Regions from separate parts of the Ovis aries genome. Here region 1 is linked to region 2. The links are chromatin contacts, called in public Hi-C maps. All regions are on one chromosome and are shown on one strand. Each heading gives the region's core, a stretch centred on a gene start, on an enhancer-like site or on the middle of the called end of the contact. The rest is flanking DNA. Distances are from core to core; before and after follow the strand shown. Region 1 holds the start of MEIS1 (Meis homeobox 1). Region 2 has its middle 100 kb from the start of TRNAW-CCA.

Evidence for each region. A called contact is a pair of places that touch in the nucleus more often than the background predicts.
Region 1: a Hi-C map of hypothalamus shows a contact between it and region 2, with 5 times the contacts expected there. The contact joins the promoter of MEIS1 here to the enhancer-like site in region 2. A contact is called at or near these places in 4 of 16 Hi-C or Micro-C datasets (hypothalamus, mesenteric adipose tissue, omental adipose tissue and 1 more).

Annotation. Positions count from the first base shown.
Region 1 is chr3:41,934,124-41,940,183 of ARS-UI_Ramb_v3.0, reverse strand. It overlaps MEIS1 (Meis homeobox 1), which reads left to right and starts at 4,142. Exons shown (of 11, transcript XM_060413859.1): 1 at 4,142-4,825. The coding sequence starts at 4,814.
Region 2 is chr3:41,685,864-41,692,340 of ARS-UI_Ramb_v3.0, reverse strand. No RefSeq gene overlaps it. Among named protein-coding and RNA genes, the nearest start is that of TRNAW-CCA, 100 kb to the right of the region's middle. Within about 2 kb of position 3,485, at least 12 of the 54 cell types and tissues checked have an H3K27ac peak or open chromatin away from gene starts, as enhancers often do. A contact at or near this core is called in hypothalamus, where this site is marked.

The sequences.
Region 1 (6,060 bases), core at 2,893-5,392, 250 kb before region 2:
TTTTGTTTATTCTGGGCTGGCAAATACACACACATTTTACCTTAAGAGGTGCCTTTTTAATTTCTGAGGGTTTTGGAGCTGACTCATCAGTGTGAACTTCAGGGACAAAAGCCTGGATATAGATCTTTCCATTGGCAGAATTCCTTATAGGATAATAGAAAACTAGAGGGAAGTTCTCAGGGAGGACTGTACCAACAGTTTCCTTACCAGAGGGTCTAAGCAACAGAAACCTAGGCCCCAGACTGCCCCTTTAAAGTCCTCATTCTCTATCTTTGGGAAGATGGTAAGGTGGGTATGGAAGGCCCAGGTAGAGGGGCAAATGCCAGAACTCTTCAGCAGGCCAAGTTTTTGCAAAATAAAAGTACTTGTGCCTTAAAAAGTAAGTATTTGCCATAAGCTAAAGATAGGTACTGTCAGAGAACAGGTATAAGTATCAGCATTGGTTTTCTAAGATACCTAGAACTATTCTTTTACCTTTTCCTTTCCTTTTAATAGATGATTAATTGCTGCTCTGCTACAGCTTTTTTTTTTTTTTATGGCTACTATATTGCAACCCCAGACATAGTCTGTGCAGTTTCTCTCAGCAAGCCCCAACTGTAATAACTGTTTGCTAATTGTAAAATCCTTATCCAGAATGAGGTTTGGGCAAACAATTTGTACTACTATAATTACATTGTAAAAGTGTTTTAGTCTCTTGATTGTTCAGAATTAATCTTATAAAGGCCTAGGACCATCAGCTTCCCAGTTATACTTGGAAAGGAAGGGAGGGAAGAAAGAAGACACTTTTCGAAGCTAATGAGTTTAGCTTAAGCCCACCAACCCAAAGTATGTCTCTTTTAAGGAAAATCTGTTTGTAGGTAATTTAAAGTTGAAGATCATGCTTGAAGAGCATGACAGTCCTAGGTTTGGGGTTGTGCTGGAAAAGGAGAGACTTACCTGAATCTTCTTTTTCCATCCCAGCTAGAAAACAAAAGAGGAAACTTACCAGAAAGCATCAGTACAAAATACATTCTATTGTCAAAGAACTATGTATATCAAAACTGGCCTCTTCACACTTGAAAACGTGGCGGCAGACTTGAGGTAACTCCAAGCCTTAGTCTTTGCCCGAGAACCCCTAGGACTGTTAAAGACTACGGTCACCAAAATGCATTTCGCAGTAAATTTCTCTCGGTTAGATTATACTTACACAATTCCCTTCGCAGTTCATTTTAGAATCATAAATGTAGCTGTGCCCATGTCAGTGTTTGGCTTGACGCCCCCACCCCCTACTTCGTTCCCCACTGCCGCCACTCGCGCTTATGCCCAGCGGGCCTGCTGGAGAAATCGAGCTTACAGCCCACCTAGCAGCCGTCGGAAGGCGCCCAGGTGTTGGCCGAGACCGGCTGAGGTTCCAGGAAGACGGCCGGCCCAGTTCGGTCCTCTCTGCAATCGGAAAAGGATTGCCTTTCCTGGCCCAGTCCGCGCAGCCTCCCGAGAATTAAACAGAGAAATAGTCTTCCTCGAGACCGGGAGTTTCTATTTTGGCCTGAAATTCTGTTTCCAAGTTCACATTGGGGAAGGGCTGGGGAGTAGGGGAGTGAAGAGGTGCGGGGTGGAGTGGTGGTGTCAGGCAGTGGCATAAAGGCGCTGGTAATTCACCTGGACCCTCTCCGCACTGACACGCGGCCCTGCCTTCACCTCACGCGTGACGTATCGAGGAGTTTGCACCAGAAAACTCTACATTTGTTTCGGATGGAGGAAAGTAAAAGATCTTAAAACTTGGGGAGTGAGGTGGTAAGGAAGAAGAAGAAAGAGATGCAAATGATGAGGGATCCTAGGATGAGTAGTTAAAAGAGAACGCTTTCAAGGCAAAACGCATCCGCCTTGGGAGAACTTGTCTGTCCTTCGGACACACTTGGGGCGAGTTCGGAGTTGGGGAGGGGATGATGTGCGCGAGGCTGGGAAAGCTGAGATGCTCGACTTTATGAAAACTCTACTCTTGGAGGGAACCGGGCGTTGACTCAGGAGAAGTAGTAAAAGAGGCAATACTCGTCGCTTAGGGAAGGGAGGTACGTGCGCTCAGTGCAACCTGATTCCAGATCTATGTTCTGATGTTCGCCCTGGGTCCCCTGCTCCTCCAAAGCCCACTTAAACAGAAACTTGAGTTTTGTCTCTTGGACTGATGAGAATTCTCTTTTAGTTTGCGCGTTTAGAGTTGTCTTCTTACATGTTAGAACTCCTGATCTTTTCCAGTCTCTGAGGATGCGAGCCCTAATCTTTCTCAAAACTCTTCTCCCTACTTACACCTCCCCCGCTTCGGGGTGAGGGTTGGTCCGCAGCTGGCCGTGTGGGAAGAAGGTAGGGGCGAAGCAAGCAAGGGGCCGGCTGCTTTGGGAGAGTCAGCCTTTTGGCCACCATCAGGGCGGGAATCGGGACTGGCAGTTTGCATTCCCGGCAGATCGAAGCTCCCTGCTGATCGATTATTTGATAATTGATTTTCCCCGCAGCCAATGCGCGGCAGCCTTGGCAAGGGCGCCTTCTGATTGGTCGAGCCCTCCTCCCGGCTGCCTACCGAGATTTGGGTGAGCTCATTTTCCAGTCGACCGCAGGGGGAGTTTTCTGCGAGGTTTCTGTCGAGGGAGGAAAAAAAAAAATCCTGCTCCGAGCCGAGCGAGCTGCGAGCCCTGCTCCGGGATGTGAGGTTTCCAGCCCGCTGGTCGAGCGGCTACGACTGAGCCATCTCGGCATATCAGAGCCGGGCGGGCAGAAAAATGAAAATGGCACCACTAAATACAATAATAAAAGACAGGTTTAGAGTGGGAGAATAAAGAAAAGGAATTTTCTTGTTTAAACTGGAGAATAGGTATTTAAAAGGAGAAAGTTCACACTAGTGGCTGGTTGGGGCCTCCGAGTTGTGGGTAGGGGCAGCTTTTTGTCTGAAATTTCAACCCCTGAAGTGAATTTCTTTTTCTTTGGCACTGGGAGTTTTTTCCCTGCGCCGGACTGGGGACTGAAAAGCGGAGTAAGGGTAAGAAGGTCCGGGAAGAAGAGCGCGGGGCGTCGCCGCGGAAAGAGCACGGCGGAGGCCGGAGCCCCTCGGCGCCTCGAAGACAAAGGCGGCGCGGCTGTAGCCCTAGCCGAGCGCGCCGACCCCGCCGCGCCGCGCCGCGCCCTGGGCGCACGGCCGTCTCTTCGGGAGCCGGTCGGAGAAAGAGCTTCACTCCCCGCGGCTCCTGACCCGGGCTCCATCCGCGAGGTCTGGGCTGCTCCGAGCCCGAGTCGGGTTTCGCTTTCCAGCGATCATAAATAGCTTCGTGTTTGTAAACAGGCGCTGGGGGCACATTCCCGGCTCTCGGCTCATTGTTCCCTCCCTTCCTCTCTCACTTCGCGCAGGACGCCGGGGCTGGGGCTGGGGCCTCCGGGACTAGGAGATGGGGAGGTTCAGACCCCCAGAATGAGAAAAGACAAGCATTTGCTTTCTCGGGGCGAGTGTCCACCTCTGACAGCAAAAACAAAACAAAACAAAACAAAAAACTCTTAAGCTAGATCTGCAGAAAGCCCCAGCCATCCCCACCCCACGTTCTCAGAACTCCTAAGCAGACCCTTTCGCAGCCTTGCTCCTGCTCTCCTCTTCCTCTTCGCTCTCGGTTTGACTTTTATACGTGGAGTATTGGTTCTAAGAATCCACTACTTTCTGCATCAGCCCCCCCCCCCTCCGACCCGAAAAACACAGTCAGACCCCAATAATTTCGAGGAAAGTCAGGAAGTCTATCCGCCGAACCCTGTGCAAAAAACACTCCCGCTGCGGTTTGTCCCGCGTTTATTCCCGGTTTATTTCAAGAGAGCTTTGGGGAGAGAGTCTGGAGGGGGAGGGAGAGAAAAGAATACGGAAAATAAAACCGGCGGCGGGGGGCTTCTGCCTGCGCTTGTGCGCGTGTGCCCTGGGTGTGTGGGTGTTTGTGCCTGGGCGTGCGATTTAATGGAGCGCCTTTCTGCCTCTCCAGTGCGGCCAGAGCTCGCTTCGCGCACCCACCCCTGCCGAGGAGTCTACTTGCTGCAGCCCAATGCATTGTGTAAGACGCGACCTGTTATGGCCACCACTACTTCCGGGTTCTAGCATTCTGGTCGGAATCCACCTCTCCGCCTGTGCAACACACACTTTACACACGCACGGGGACTGCAAGCGGGCAGCATCGATCGTGGCTCCTTTAAGACAAACTCAGACAGACATTTTTTTTAAACCTCCTCCTCTAATCTCCCTCCAGTGCAGCAGTTGCAAAGACGGAGAGAGAGAGAGAGAGAAAGAGAGAGCGAGCGAGAGAAGAGAGAAACTGATTAGGAATTAGGACTGATTCAAGGGAAGCGAACGCTAGGGCTTTGTGCATTTGAATATTCACATTTGAGGTGTTCTGACCAGAAGAAGACAGAGCGGATGATCATTCATTCACCACGTTGACAACCTCGCCTGTGATTGACAGCCGGAGTGGCAGAAAGCCATGAGATTTGGTAGTTGGGTCTGAGGGGCGCGCTTTTTTTTTTTTTTAACTGATTTTTTGGGGAGAGAAGATCTGCTTTTTTTTTTTTTTTTTCCTTGCCCCTGCTGCTGTCTTGGAAACGGAGCGCTTTTATGCTCAGTGACTCGGGCGCTTTGCTTCAGGTCCCGTAGACCGAAGATCTGGGACCAGTAGCTCACGTTGCTGGAGACGTTAAGGGATTTTTCGTCGTGCTTTTTTTTTTTTTTTTTTCCGGGGGAGTTTACGTATTTGTTTCTTTTCACACTGGCCTTAAAGAGGATATATTAGAAGTTGAAGTAGGAAGGGAGCCAGGGAGGCCGATGGCGCAAAGGGTACGTATTAAAAAACAATTGTGGAACTCAAATGTGAGATTAAATTGAAACGTGGCTGAAAGACACTGCTAAAAAGTTTCCTTTTTTCTCTGTCTTTTTTTGAATGAGGCTCCTAAAGCCGTGGCCTAAAGCAAGAGGATTTAGTCAATGCATTTGTAGACTTATGCATGTTACATGTAATTGTTAATTCAAGTAATCAAGTTTCCTATAGGTTCCTAACCAGCAGCTATATAAATAAAAATACAAGCTCGGACAATCATCTGTTTAAAAATCAAAAAGCGCTGGATACTTGATGTTATATAGCCTGAACATTCAAGGAGCAGAAGTTTAAAGCTATTTTTAAACTAAAATAAGCAGTGAGAAACTTCTGATATGTTATTGATTATGCTCTTTAATATCACTGGAAGGGTTTAGCATTTTTAAGCAAATAACTGTCATAGTACAACAGTTTTGGGGGGGGTCGGAAAGCATTCATCTTTTTAAAGTAATTTTAATGTACGTGACTTTTTATACAAGGTAATATTTTGTAAGTTTTTCTTAGCAAAGCCCTACACTAATTGGATACTAAGCACACAACTATTCACTTTAAAAATGCAATACTAATTTCCCCAATATTCCTATTTGAATGGAAATGTAGTGAGAGTAAAGTGAGACAATGACAACCCAACAGAGGTAGTTTCTTTAAAGAAAGGGGATCTACAAAAAGCCTTCCTTGCATAAATTGTGCCCTGGCCCTCAAAGCGCTGTTTGCAAAAGAAAGTTACTAGGCTGACACATTTTTTCTTTACTCCTTTGGTTCAGGCAAATGTCAGCGTTCTTCCAAACTCTTTTCACACCTCTGGCTTTAAGGAGATGAAAGTGGCAATTCCTCTTTGAAAATCATTTCACTCTCGGTGCCTCCAAATCTTGGGAAAAGAACTTGCCTGAAATGAAGCAATGAGAAAAACCTCAATAGCTAAATTTTGCACACAAAAATAATGACAATATGAAAGTAGTTTTTCTGGAGAAGGAAGATGGGGGGGTGGTAGAATGAATGTGCATTTACTTTTAAATTTGCTTTAAACCTGATGACTAACATCTACCTCACTGCCTTCTAGTTTAGGGAGAAAGTTCATAGCAGTAGAAAAAATGTAGTGTAACTGCTCCAACTATACATTTTCTTTTAACTCGGGGGTAATATTGGCTAATTCTAAATTCAGCCCTAATGTCCAAGAGAAGTTACCCTTCTCTGAGTT
Region 2 (6,477 bases), core at 2,236-4,735:
TCTTTACTTATGGGCTATAAACATTGGAAGCCTCTCTTGAACAGACAGTATTTAGATTATGAGAGAAGTTTGTTTAACTGCCATATTTGCCAGAATCCTCAAAACATCACAGGACACAGAAGATAAATGACTTTTTTTTAAGGTCAGGACTGTATATTCCAGATAAATGTTGATTCATTTTAACTATTTTTTATCTAGTTGCTTGTTGCAGATCTGTGTCTGAGTCACCAGCCCATGCGAGGAATATTTCTCACTGAAAAAATGAAAGAAACACAGTGATTAGATGATCTTACTTTCAGTCTTTTTAGAGATCATTCAGATTTTATGTCTAAAACACAATCAGATCCAGAACAAAAAAGGGGAAATTAAACAAAATGTTCGATGTGTACCTTTGCAGATTGTTCAGGGAGTAGAGAACATTCACATGGATGACATTTCAGTTTTCTTATCATGTAAGTATATTTTTGATTATGTTTTCTCTAATCATATTTAGTAAAATATCAAATTCATGGAATGTACACTTCATTTTTAAAAAATTCACAAGTTGAGTCCAACTTTTCATTCACTGACAACTAACTTGAAAATCTAAAGTTTGATATTTTGGGGTTTGTATTTCCAAATATCAAAAATTTCTTCCTTCTTATAAGGCATGTTCTTAAGTGGTCTATTTCAAACAAAAGAAAATGACATTCCACTTTCAGCTAGCAAATGTTAGATTCTCTCAAAGCTGATTGGGGACTCACTTGGAAGTTTTGCCATTAGAGTCACACAAATTGAATTATATTCGTCTTTCCCAAATATCGTTCTTCAAACTCTATAAATATAGCAATACTGGGTTTCAAGTTTCATGTGACTTGTTTACAAATAAAGGTATCCTGAGGGGGGGAAAAAAACAACAAGCTCTTTGTACTTCAGAAGGACAAAAACCTGGAACAATCTCATATTAAAACATTAACAAAGGATTGTAAAGGGAAATTTAAAGGGATAAAACTTGATTATATAATGCAATCCAGCAGTAATCAATTTTACCTTCAATATCTTGCTTTTGTTTTCCAAATGCTAAATAAACAATACATAATGCATCCCTCATCAGCCAAACCATGGAGGCTCTGTGCTCAAATAACAGGAAACATATTCAATTTTCCTAACAGAAGACAGTTCATTAAGCTGTGCCACATCAAATAAAACTTTAATTTCTCCAGCATCAGAGTCGCAATGAAAGCAATTGAAGAAGATGAGCCATATGGTACTTCTATCAGCAAACACATATTGCTCATTCCCCCAAAGTTTTCTAATTCTGCTCCCCAGACCTGTGTAATATAGATAATGTGCTCTGAGAGCAGCAACCATGAGCTATCTAGTGTACACTTCTAATACTGTATTTAATGGGAAATAATGAATCATAAAAGCCTAGAGAAGACGGCTTTTGCTAACCTAAATCTCAGCTGTAATTTCATTGTTCTGTGCCTAAGATGCTGTTTGCCCTTTCCAAACAACAGCAGTTGAGCATAATTATGCTGCCTCAAACCTGGGCTGGCAAAAGCATCTCTAATAGAACCAAGTTTCTATTAACTCCTGAATTTCTGAATTTAATGATGTGCTGATGCAGGCATGGAGATAACCGAGCATGTGTCATTTCCAAACCCAAAGAAACATTTTCTCCTTCTGCTCTTTGGTCAGACTGCTCAATGCTTTATATTTCCTCCTCCACTCCCTCCTCCCCCCACCCCCAACCCATGCAACAGGAGTGGCATGATTAAAAATGAGGAGATTTTCTTGTTATTAGCAAATTTGACATTTGCCTGATGAAATGCACATAAAATGTGAAAGCTCCACAGTACTCAGAAGAAATGTCTCTGCTCCAATCCAGGCAACCAAGATGAAATAATTTAGGTAAAGGACTGTACATCTTTACTCAGAATGTGAAGATTGGATTATAAATGAAAACCAAATATTGCAGAGCTTTTAGAGTGATGGTATTTTGATACATGTAAAGTGTCTAGTCTTACATCTCTCACCTTAACTGCTTTGATTATTAACCTAAACATCATACATATGTTCATGTGCAGCAATTTCTCTGTCCTGGGTCCAGCCTGTCTTCCGGCAAGAGACTGGGATTGGGGCTTAATTCCTTTGAAGAAAAAAAAGAAAAAGTTTCTATTCCCCACCCCGCCCCCCACCGCTCCCCCCATAAATAGGTTAATGAATTTAGCTTTTCCATTTTTAAAGCTCATCAAATCAATATTTTCCCAACACAATGCTAGTTGAAAATACCATCAAATAACACTGTGGCTATATATTGAAAACATATTTTAATGGTTTTGTTTGTTTTGGTATCATATGAGCCAAGGATGGTTGAATTAAAAGGAGACTTTTAAAAGTTAGAGATTGCCTTTTTAAAGCTTATTAAAATCAGCATGTTACATGCCTATCTCTGAATTAGCTCTACACACTTGATTGCCATCATTAACACTAGTTGTTTGGTGTTGCTCTGTGGTGGCTCAAAGCAGATTCCTACTAGTTATTAACTTGAAATCTCTTTTCATTGAAATTAAAAAAAAAAAAAATTCTGGTCTGTGGAAGAAACAGTCACCAAAAGAGAGAGGCCTATGAAACTATGAAAAGACCAACAGGTAAAAGAAGGACAGTCACGTCTAAAACACACTCAGGAAAAAAAAAATCATGGCAACAACACAGAAGCAGTCCATTGATTATATTTCATGAATGCCTTAAAACAAATGTTTAAACAGTTTTCTGAAACAGCGCAGAAAACCCCTGCATGCTCCACTGGCTTGCAATGACAATGGCCTATTGCAATGTAAAACACGCTGGAGAATAAAAAGGTGCTTTTTGTTACCATTTTATCAAAGCTGTTCATCTTCGAGCTGCAGGCAGCATTTTGCTGGAATTGCAGATATTTCTCTGTCCAGGCTCCTTTGTTTGTGCATCTCATTTGCATATATTTATCTCCAGCTGAGGGTGCTTTCTGCTCATTAAGGCCTCCCTTCCCATTATTTCATAAGCCAGCTGCTGAGAGAGATTTCACCTGTGGTGACTGAGAAAAGAGGGGTGAAAAACTAAATTCTTCATAAAAAGGAAATCTTCTGAGTCTCTTCCCCTATAAATGGGCACCATTTGTGTTAAACAGGCTCTTGTCATGATAGATGCCTCTGGAGGTCAGGGGTTAAAGTTGATTTGAAGGTCAGCAGTAAAACAACAGACAAACCAGACGCCAAACTGGTTCCTTAGCTGTCGGTGGGAGCTGTGGTACAAACAGGTCTTGAACCTTTTTCAACCTCTAATAAAACAGGGGATGAATCTGAAGTGGATCAACCAGGCCCCTGAGGCAGCAGCACAGAAAACACAAATAATATCAATATCAGGCGGCCAGGAAACAATGGGGCATTTCTCCGTGCTCTGTGCATGCTGCTATTGTTTCAAGGGCTGGCGAATTAATTCCACTTATTTATTTAAGGCGTGTCAACTCACTGCCTAAACCTGTTTCAGTGTCAAGATGAATAAAACTTTTATGGCTCATAAAATAGAGCCATTCATCTCAATGCTCTTTGTGGTGCATTTTTTTTTTTTTTCCTGGCATACTGTTAGGCCTCTGCTCCTAAATGGTTACATCTGAACTGTTGCTGCGATCCACACCATATTAGAGAAAAAAATGATTTCGCCGGCAAATGGATCTCAACAGAAATGACACAGAAAAGCATTTTAGCTGCGATGGAATAGTCCCCAAATTCCTCCCAAATCCTCATCATGCGCTTGCATCTGTTTTGAGCATGCATTATTGACAAAGCAGAAGTTGTGTTATTTTAGGGGAAAGTTAAAAAATGATAGTAATAAAAAGTAAGTTTTCTAGAATATCACGTATTTCATTTGACTTTAGAAATGCAACCTGTTTAGGATAGCTGCTTCCCATTCATTACCTTTGGCCCAAGTTTTCACTGCTGTGTACTCAGTTCGCACTGACAGAATAATTCAAATGCCTTCTTTAGCTCTACTGCTTTGAATTTTAATTTTGAACAGAAAATGCCAAACATAAATAGAAAATATACATTTCAGTGTAGTTTTGGATCATACAATTTTTCGAAGTTCGGTTGTAGAGTCAATTCTCCTTTTTATTTCCAACTCATGACTTTAATAATAATGTAACCCTCATAAACAAACGAACATTTATGAAGTGCCACAACCAGTACTAAGCACACACGTGTTCTCATGCAATTGTTAGTGCTAGTTTAATCCAAGTCACACAGACCCATTTAGAATAGGAAGAATACTCTTCAGGATCCAGAGTGTACCTTAGAAAATAGTCCAGTCAAGCAATATCATTCTAGCAGATGCTTTAACAGGGGACATCATATGAACCAGATTGCTTGATATTAAAATGAGCAAAAGGAAACCATTTCGTGGTATTTCACAAAGTCTCCAATCACGGGTTAAATCACGTACACCGCAGCTCTCTGCTCTGTTGCAATGTAAATTGATTTGCGGATGAGCCACTTACTGTGTTGTCCCAGTTGCTTTGCTTTGGAGGTCTCCAGTGAATACGGAGGCCTTTCCTTATGGATGCCAGATTACTTCTAATTTAGTCAGTCAGTAGGCCAGGTTCTCTGCATGCACTCAAGTTTTTCCAGCAAGTAGATTATTTGAGAACGGCCCAGACAGAAGTTGTACTTTCACATTTGGTTCATGGGTAAAGATGCCAGCCTGGGGGTGTGGGGTTCAGGTTTTGGGTGCCAAGCACTGCTTAAGGTATGATATGAGGGGGAGGCAGAAGGGAAGACCATTGCATGCTCTTTCCCGTTTGAACTGGGGCGTGGACCAGAGCTCTGCATGGGGGTGGTCCCTTTACCAAGCACTCCTGTTTGAAAATGGAATTGCTTTCAAGTGGCCACCAGACCCTGAGAAGAATATTTCAGCTCACAACTGATTAGGTTTGGTAATCTACGGCAATGTGTTCTCATTTAAGCACGGAAAAGGAGATTTTTCTTCGATGACCCTTTACAGTTTAAAGAATGCAAGCAGTCCTGCTTCACGCCAGAAATGCAAGTTGTGGTTGGAGAAATTTTCCAACTTATTGAAGGCAGTTTATATCCTCCTCTTTGTACACCCTCTGCCTTCCCAAAGCATTTTATAGCTCCCTCTGCATCTGAGTTATCAATTTTCTCTCAGACCTTCCACATGACATTTAACCCCACTCCCATCCCCCAACCTAGGCCCTCCCAGTAACCAGCAAAAATACAGTTTACTCCCCCCACCAAGTCTGCACTCCGGTCTCTCGTTCTACTCTTGCTCTAATCTAATCACTAATTCTTAAGCTTGGCCAAATAGTTAAAAATGTTAAGTGCTAGCAAGGCCTTCTACCTCCCCCTCATATCTGTCTCTGTTTATGGAATGGGCCTGGTTTCCTCCTCTTCTCCTTCAGCCCAGGGTCTGCAGGTCAGAACACTGTAAATACACACAGCTCTGGCCCGACCCATAAATCTGAGCAAAGCGCAGGCTTATATATTCAGATAAGCATGGGTAGGGGGCGGGCGCTTGGAAGGAACAAGAACTAGTCAATCTGATGCTCTGCAGCCATGCTCGAGACGAGAACTGAACAGGCCAAGAATCTTTAGTGTGGAGAGGAAAAGATTTTTGTCTCGAAACATCTTTCCTTATTTCTAAAGGATGAGGTTGGCACTGCTTCCTCCTTTTAATTTTTTTTTTCACTTTTTCCATATTGGTTATACTCATATCCTTACTGAACATATTATCTTTGAGGCAATCAAATTAAACAATAAATTTCATTTGTTTATTTCCGATGTCTTTCTTCCTTAAGTGTATTGGTTTGTGTTTTGAACTCTGTGTATGTATGCTGTGTGTGTGTGTGTGTGTGTGTGTGTGTGTGTGGTAAATGAAACCTTTTCCTAGAAATTCTATTCTACTGTAATTTTTCAGATCTAAAGGTCTCTTCCTAAATAACCATGCTGTTAGTCACCACATTGAATCCTCAAGCAAAATATGTCTGAAGGAGTTGGGAATGACGAAGTGATAAATAAATGCGTACATGGCCTTCAATCTTTACCGTTTCTACTTTATTACCAAGTTCAAGTCTTTTCTGTTGAATTTTCAAATCTCAAAGTTTTCTATGATTCCAGAAAGACTATCCTTCTTGGGACATGTGTCCCCTGTGGACAAATATATGGTCATAATGGAAAGTCTTGAACGTGGTGACTATGGCTGAAAACATCCCCATCCCTTCTACTATTCATCTGACCTGATTCTGCTTCGGAGGTGATGAGCCACACCACGCACTTGCCTCAGTCACTTAAGAATCTAGGAAATGTATGATGACCTAGAGGGGTAGGATAGGGGAGAACAGGAAGGGACCAAGAGGGAGAGGATACATGTATAAGTATGACTGATTCGCATTGTTGTAAGGCAGAAACCAACATTGTAAAGCTGTTGTCCTAAAAGTTAAAAATT